Regions from separate parts of the Gossypium hirsutum genome. Here regions 1 and 2 are each linked to region 3. Evidence: chromatin contacts called from public Hi-C data. All regions are on one chromosome and are shown on one strand. Each heading gives the region's core, a stretch centred on a gene start, on an enhancer-like site or on the middle of the called end of the contact. The rest is flanking DNA. Distances are from core to core; before and after follow the strand shown. Region 1 holds the start of LOC107930653 (ATP synthase subunit d, mitochondrial). Region 2 holds the start of LOC107960316 (3-phosphoinositide-dependent protein kinase 2). Region 3 holds the start of LOC107930632 (non-symbiotic hemoglobin 2-like).

Region 1 (2,873 bases), core at 189-2,688, 310 kb before region 3:
AGACAAATTCTATAATCAAAGCAAAAAAATTACACTAAAGAAAGAGTTAAACATTGTAACTAACCAGTATGGCAAGTAAACAGTGAAAAGGAGGCAGCTCCATTTAACACAGTTAATTCCAAGAAGGTGCTCGTGGAACACCTTACCGTAAAAAAAAACCTGAAAATCATCTAGTTCATTGGTTGAGTAACATTGTTCTTTTCTTTTCTTTTCTTTTTGTAACAAATAAAGGTCTGAGTTAAAGGTTATTTTACATCAAACATCCAAAGCATAGGAGTAATGAGAATCATAGTTGTTCTATAGAAACTTTTACAGCGTTTTGGACAAGAATCTGGTTTATATACAACAAGAATCACGTTTATATACAATATTAAGAACTTACCTATAAAAAATATAACAATCGATGAACACAACATCCTTATAGGCAATATGGCCATCGGAATAGGTTTAACAAAGATAAAAAATATCCACAATCGAAGAATGGATGACAGAATTAAATTCCACACTTCACTAATTATTTTGAGACAATAAAAACGAAAAAGGAACATTGTAGCTAGTCAAGGTGACCATATCATCATCCGACTCATAAAATTATCATCTCATAACAGGAAGCACAGCTTAAACAACAGTTAATTCAATTCACAAATCGAGGAAACTGCAACCATGTGAAGACTTCAAACATGAGGTAAGTAGACCATTTTTATGCTTTTAGGAACCCTACAACAGATCTAAGAATAAAGGGGGCAACTAGGAAATAGTATAGAATGAAAACTCAACCATGACAGAAAAAAAACTTACTCTCATAAGCCTCTTTGTACATATCCACCAATCGCGAGCCGATTCCTTTTCTATAATATTCCCAATCGATAGGCTCAGGTTCCTGCTTAACAGAATCAGATTATCACCAAGAAAGTTAATACAAGCATCAAATGAAAAATCACCCTTAATGACAAATAGAAGCTTCAAAAATGATTATTTATTTCAATAAATAACATTAATCAACCAAAAAAAAGACTAAAACCCTAAAGATCTAATTATAGATTAACCCAAAGGTCCTAAGTTATTAAAAAAACCTGAGATGGGAGAGAATAGAAAACCCTAACCTGGCTGAACTTGGTCTGTAAAGTGGAGTTAACTTCATCGAAAGTGCGACGAAGAGTGGCGAACTCTTTGCGAGCCTCATCGGAGACCAAAAGCTTCGCCATCCCTTCCCAATCAATGCTCTTTCCTGCTTTGAAAGCCACATCTACTACTTTCTTTCCTGCTCCGCTCATTTTCTCGCACTTTCTCGCTTCCCAAACGTAATATTTTTTTCTCCACAACTTTTTTGGAGATGACTGATGAAGGCTGCTGCTTCTTGTTTAGGGAAATGAAATAATAATCTTAAATGGGCATTTTGATGTTTAATTGTGGACAAAATTGGAATTTTGAGAATTTTAAGATGGACCGGTTCGATGTACTTAGTTTGGGCTTAATCCAAATACCTCTGGTCCGACCCATGATAGATCGGGCTTATGTGTCAACCAATTAGAAGTTTTGGACCGGGTTCATTAATTTATAAAACTCTTGCTTAAAACACACGCAAAAAAAAAATATATATATATATATAAACTTTTTATATTATTAATATTTTAATAATTTATCTATCACGCCTATTCAGTTTGGTATAAATTAAAAAAATTTAACTATTTATTTTATATGAAAAAACCTTTCAATCATTATATATATTGACAATATTTTAAAATTGATAAGATGAAATATATAATTGATTTTATATACATAACAAGTACAAATATATTAAAAAATTTAATTGTTAGATTATTGAAACATTAATTATATAAAAAATTATGAAAAAGTGTAAAATTACTGATGTAAATAAATTCCTCTCTTGTGAAAAAAATGTTTAAAAGGCGAACAATCCGCCATCAATCTAATAAGGTGGGCTCAACTTAGATTAAGCATGGAAAAAAGGATTTTTTTGACCTCTAACAAATTTAACCTGACTCGAATTACTATTTATTAATGAAAATATATTTCATTTAAATTTAATTACAAAAATATTAAGAGTTTTTTTTTAAAATTTCAAATGATTTAATAGTTTGACAAAAAATTATATCACATTTTATTTTTAAATTTAATTCACGGATTGAGATAGTCTGATCCAAGTTCGGTCTGGGCTTAAGCATGATATTAACACACTTTATATTTGCTCAAACCCTGCTTGGCTCGAAATACAAGTTTAAAATTTTACCCAAGCCCATCCATATTTTAAAAATTTTATATACTTTTTCATTTATTAAAATTTTATATAAAATTATCTTAACATTTTTTAATGTTTATATTATAGTAGTATTATATATTATTATAGATTTAATTTTTATGTGTTATACATTATATAATATATAAAAGTAACATAATATAAAATATTACAAATTTAAAAATAGGTTGGATCAAGCTCAAGTCTTGAATGCTCAAGTCCAATCCATATTTTAAACGGGCCAATTATTCTTGCACAAACCCTCCCAAATTTCAGATAGGTCTTTAAGTCTAAATAAATAGCTCGACCCATGAATAAATTTACTCAGGAGCTGCTTATGTTTACGATATCCTTTTTATTTTTATTTTGAGCTAAAAATATTAAAAGCTTAAGGCTAAATGCTTAAATTAGAATGTAACATTTTAAGAGTTGCTCATTTAAGGATTAAACCTTTCAAAATGATCATATAAAGACTTAACCTTCACAAAAATCTTTAAATAAGAATTTTTCATGCACTTCAATCCAGTTTATAGTAAAAATTAAGTAAAGTTGACAGGTTTAGAATAAAACACATAACTACTGCATAAAAAGGAAAAAAAATAAAAACATAATTTAA
Region 2 (2,700 bases), core at 111-2,610, 280 kb after region 3:
TAAAAATATAAAAATTATTCACTATTGTTTAGACTTTATTAACTTCACCGTCCATTGTTGCCCTACTTTTTAAATAATAATCAACTCATATTTTAATTAAAATTTAAGGTGTTATTTTTACTATCGTATATTTTTTTGTAATGTTTATTATTATTTTTATAAATATGAATTTGTTTTTATGTTTTATTTTTATGGAGAAGTCAAGATTGTGGAGTTTGTTTCCATGTAATAGGTGACGTCCCAATCAAAGGGCCGTTCCAATGCTTTTCTTTGGGAACCCACTTGGCCCACATTTCTTGCCTACACGTAACCTGGGTCCTACCGCCCATGCTTTGGACCTACTTACTACTCTCAATAATTATAATTTACTCTATTTTATTCAACACGTAATTGAATTTCAATTTAAAAGCGTTTTCATTATCGAATTTTTATTTTTAATATTCACAAAGAAAATTACGAAATTAGATACCAATTCATAAATCTATATTGAAAACAAATAAAAGAGAAGAAGATAATTGATTAAAAAAAAAGTATAATTACATATATATATATTGTTAATTTAACTTTTATCCTTTTTAAGTTAAAAGTCAAATAATTTTTTTTAAACACCTAAAATATTAAATTTTTAACGATGTTAGCTTGGTAATTCACTTGATAATTCAAGTGTATCTCATCTTATTATAGTAATATTTGTCTTATATATCACATTAATAAATAATTTTAATTTTTTTAAAATTAAAAAATAAAAATAAACAAATTCAAAAAATTAGTATCAAGTGATATGGATTTAAATTCAGGTTAGTAGAGCAATTAAATTAATTTATAAAAAGAATGTAATAAACTTAACCTTCAATCAGGTTTTTTATTTTTGAGAGATTGTTTATGGAGAAAAGAGAAAATGATGTAGCATATATTTATCCTTCATCAAATTCCTCACTTTACATTTCAAATAGAGGGGATTCGAATAATATTTAAATTTTAAAATTACTATTTGCAGATGTGAGTTAAATATTGGAATATAATAGTTATAATTAATTAGTTAGAAACATAATTTATTAAAATAAAACATAAAATATGTAACTAAAATAATTTTAAACCATAAAATTCATTTAGCAAATATTGAATTGGGAAAAAGTTACAGCAATAAAAGAATCAAACTCACAACATTCTTGTTATTGCTTGGTTTTTAAAATTGAATTAGCATTACCATAAATTAGAAACCTACTTTTAATTTAAAATTTACAATCAAATTAAAAGTTATTAACTCAAATCATTCCCAAACTCGTAGCTACAAATCATTATCAATAAATGTTAAAATATTTTAAAAAATATAATTATTCCAACAGATAGTTAGCATACAGACAACTCTTTCACTTTTTTACATATATTAATTTTTTCTTTCTAGGGTTTTGAAATTCCTCAAAAGCTGATCACTCTCATTTTCATCTTTTTTCCCTTTAATATAATATATATATATTTTAAATTATAGTTACACAAATTTGTATAAATTTCATAAAATTATATTATAGTGACAAGAAAAGAATCAATTTCAACTTTTTTTTCCTCATTTTTTCAGAAGAATATTTAAGGAAGATCCAATCTATCTCAATAAAGAGGAAAAAGGATTCTTTTTCTTTTTTTTTCTCTTTGACTGGAAACTAAAATCGAAAAAGAAAAGCTTCTCTCAATAATTATTTTTATTGCTGTGATGTTGTAAAAGGGAAAGTAAGGGGATTTTTGGGAGAGAAATGTTGGCCATGGAGAAGGATTTTGATTCAAAGCTTAGGGTTGAGGGAACTGATGATACTAACAAAGACAATTCTTCTAATACTGTTGCTTCTAACAATGTTCAGAGATCTAAAAGCTTTGCATTTAGAGCTCCTCAAGAGAATTTCAGTATTCAGGATTTTGAACTGGGTAAGATCTACGGTGTTGGTTCTTACTCGAAGGTTAGTTTTTTTTTTTTTTTGTACTTGAGTTTGATTCTAGTCAAATCACTCTAAGTAGATCACACACTGTTTTTGGTTATAATTTATTACTATTATTATTATTATTATTTGCATGTATGCTTGCATGCTTTAATTTATGAACTTGATAGGCAATGATGCTTTCTTTATGAATTGTGTGTTTTTGGTATAAATTTAGCTATCTTTGTGAATTTTGTGGGTTTTTTTGGTAGTGATACAAGCTATTTGAATGAAAGGGAAATAATTTTGCTTAGTTTATAGAAACTTAGTGTAAAGAAAAACATGTTCTGTTGAATAAAAAATGTGTTGTTCTGTTTCTGTTTCCTATATTAGCTGACTGTGTAATATTTAGGCTATGCTTGGAAAGAGGATGAACGGAAAATCTTTTAGCCTACCGCACTCATGTGCATGTTGAACTATCTATGCTTTATTTAGGCTATGTGTGATATTTTACTACCCTCAAATATTTACTTAATCGGTGATAGTTCAACTTGCACATGAGTGGAGTGAGGGATTTTGAGCCTACTGCTTTTCCTTTTACTGCTGGATCAAGATCTTATTTATTTCTCTCTTTTTGTTTTATGTCTTACAGATAATGACATTGATATCAAATATTTTTTTGGTTAATTTTTATGCTGTTCATCTCTTTTTCCCTTTTTTCTCTTTTGTCTTTTCACCATCTCAGAATCTAAATAACTTATTGATAAACACTTTTTATTGTCACTCTTTTAGA
Region 3 (2,839 bases), core at 114-2,613:
TTAATTTCACTCAATATTACAAGTTGTTTTAAATCTCTCTCTCCTTCTATAATGTATTTTTTTATTAAGTTTTTAACTTTTTTTTAAGGAAAAAAAAGAGAAAATAAGGCAAAATAATGATAGAAAAACAAAATAGTCTTTATTACTAAAATTTATTCATTAAAATTGTGAAAATATTGGCAAACAACAATAAAATTGAAGTAAAAGAGTAATTAAGCAGTTTCATCATGATGGTTCTTCATCTCAGCCAATTGATCATAAGCTTCACCCCAAGCATTCTTCATCTCTTCATTCCATTTCTCTTCTCCAATTGCTTCTTCAATTGTCCTTATGAGTGCCTCTTTCACCACCTGCATTAACATTATTCCTCAAAATTTTTTTAATTAACCACTGCATCCAAATCAAATTTATTATTAAAAAATAAAATAAAAATGTACCTCGAAATGGGGGTCTTTGACACCACTCTTGACATGGACAGTGCCCAAATACTTCAAAGTAGTATCAGCCACTACCACTTCCCCTTTCTCTCTCAGTTGTATGGCTGACTCACATGTCTTCAACAACAATTGTTTAAGTATTTTAACTTAAGTAGGGATATATATGCAATGAATAAAATAAAAGGACTGACCATCTTGAAAACCTTGACAGCATGAGCTTTGAGCTTTGGATTATTTTGAGGAATCTCCTCTGACTCCCTCAAGAAACTGAACATGTTCTTCGCACCTGGTGCTATCTCCAATATCCTAAATAACACTCTCAATTTAATCAATACTCAGTGGAAGAGAAATTCTCTTAAAAGACACAGCCTCACTCGTTTGGCCGACACTGACCACTGTTGGGTCCGAACGAAGAATTCATAAAAAGGAAAGAATTAAAGGTCTTACAGTGAAAAGAAACGCAAGCTGAAGTGAGGAATATCTTGCTTCAAAACCTCCCATGATTCTTTCACCAACCCTTCTTGCTTCTCTGTGAAACCCATCTCTGATTTTCTTCTTCTCAATGATAACCAGGGAGTGGTGGAGCTCTATAAGAAAAGAGAAAACTAGTGTGGGAATCTTGAAGAAATAAATATTATTAATGACAAACGCAAACTCAGAAATTTAACTGCTGCTTTCCTTTATTAATATAATACCAATACAGCTAAGCTTTATTTGTCTTCTTAGACGTGCATTGATGATTGTGTAAAAGATGGCTCCTTATTTTCCAGAAATTTAAAAAAGGATGTTATTATTCACAAAAAATCATTTTGATTTCATTTGGTTGAATTTTGAAAGAAATATCTCCCAAGTTGTAACCTGTCCAGATATTTTCTATCATTACAAAATAATTCATGCTTACACCATACAAAATTAAATTACTATTCAAATGTTCAATCATTTAGTCTATTTATATATATATCTTGCATATCAAATTAGATGTATATTTAAAAATTCTAACTATTTATTTTATATATAAAAATTCACCCCTTGAATATATATATATCAACTATTTTTTAGATTAATATAATACGAATATCAGATGAGTTCAAAAATTTAAATGCATGACAAGTACAATTATATTAATAAATTTAATGATTGGATCGTTAAAACATTAATCGTATAAATAATTACAGAAATGTGTAAAATTACTCTAATTTTTACTGAATTTTTCCCAATATATATTATTTTATGTAAAACATATCAATATTTCATTCAATGTACCAGTTGAGATAAACATCTACCTAATCATTAATTAACGGTGTATTAGAGATACTGAAGAAACAATAATCCAAGATTGATAGCATAAGCACCATGATTTTATTTATTTATTTTTATAAAAATCAAACAAATGAACAAAAAACCACTTATTACGAATCTCATGCTCCTCACCTTCCCAAAAATAATTTATATTTTTGTATTAAAAAATCACTAAATAATTTTTTTATGCATATTTATAAATTTTACTTTTTTCTGGGCGCATGGCTAACGTCAACTTTGAGAAAATTCCAAAAATTCACTTGTTTTTCAATCAAATTCCAGTTTTTCATTTAAACATTTTTGTAGAATAATCTTGAATGGAATTTTTGTTAGTACGTAACTTAATTGAAATGGTAAATTTAAGCATGATGGGTTTTCTTTTTTGATAATAGGTTTGTGATCTCCTTCGATTGATAGCTTTTTGTTTTCTGATTTTGGCTTTCCTCCTTTCAATTTAGGGAAGGAAAGCCTTGTTGTTACGAATTGATGAAAGAAAAATAGTGGGCAAATGTCACCTCAAATGCAGAGCTGAAGGTTGTGCAACTATTACAACCACATTTTAAATGGGGCCCACAAGTTGAAGGTAAGCATCCTATTATCCATGGGTTAAACTATGACTAATGGGAGGCACACCAAGGTTTTTATAAACCCCATTGATGAGAGTAGAGATTGTAAGGCCCAAATTTTGCCTGGCCCGTACACATACAAAACAATAAAATAAAAAAATACAACAGCCCAAATCAAGGCCCAATAAAATAAAAATACAAAGGCCAGATAGGCCCAAAGCATTGGGGTTTTTAGAGACCCTAGGTCTCCTTTTGCTTCACGCCGCGGCCTTCACCAGCAGCCTCCACACACGCCCTTCGCACGATCCCCAACTACGCGTTGCCTACCCCACGTCTGTGCGCTCCGTTTTCATGGCTTCACGACCTGCAACATGGGCAAAATAGCAGAAATCGCTTGTATATTGGCTATAAAGCCTTCGGTTTTTAATTGTAAGGGGGGGGGGAATACAAATACAAGACAGATATAAAGAAAATAGAGAACAGAATCTGAATTTTCCATATGCAGAGCAATTTTTCAATTAAATGAAAACGATTTTT

The links. Hi-C and Micro-C count contacts between places; a contact is called where the count stands out from the background.
Region 1: a Hi-C map of leaf shows a contact between it and region 3, with 7 times the contacts expected there. The contact joins the promoter of LOC107930653 here to the promoter of LOC107930632 in region 3. A contact is called at or near these places in 12 of 34 Hi-C or Micro-C datasets (callus, hypocotyl, leaf and 2 more).
Region 2: a contact with region 3 is called in a Hi-C map of leaf, with 3 times the contacts expected there. The contact joins the promoter of LOC107960316 here to the promoter of LOC107930632 in region 3. A contact is called at or near these places in 12 of 34 Hi-C or Micro-C datasets (callus, hypocotyl, leaf and 2 more).

What each region holds. Positions count from the first base shown.
Region 1 is chrA01:44,219,431-44,222,303 of Gossypium_hirsutum_v2.1, reverse strand. LOC107930653 (ATP synthase subunit d, mitochondrial) reads right to left here and starts at 1,438. Exons shown (of 5, transcript XM_016862345.2): 1 at 1,104-1,438; 2 at 799-880. The coding sequence starts at 1,274.
Region 2 is chrA01:43,629,574-43,632,273 of Gossypium_hirsutum_v2.1, reverse strand. LOC107960316 (3-phosphoinositide-dependent protein kinase 2) reads left to right here and starts at 1,360. Exons shown (of 11, transcript XM_016896635.2): 1 at 1,360-1,949. The coding sequence starts at 1,749.
Region 3 is chrA01:43,906,465-43,909,303 of Gossypium_hirsutum_v2.1, reverse strand. It overlaps LOC107930632 (non-symbiotic hemoglobin 2-like), which reads right to left and starts at 1,363. Exons shown (of 5, transcript XM_016862304.2): 1 at 1,133-1,363; 2 at 885-1,024; 3 at 629-743; 4 at 438-554; 5 at 118-350. The coding sequence starts at 979. The coding sequence ends at 213. LOC107930629 (a long non-coding RNA gene) reads right to left here. Exons shown (of 2, transcript XR_001693043.2): 2 at 2,314-2,666.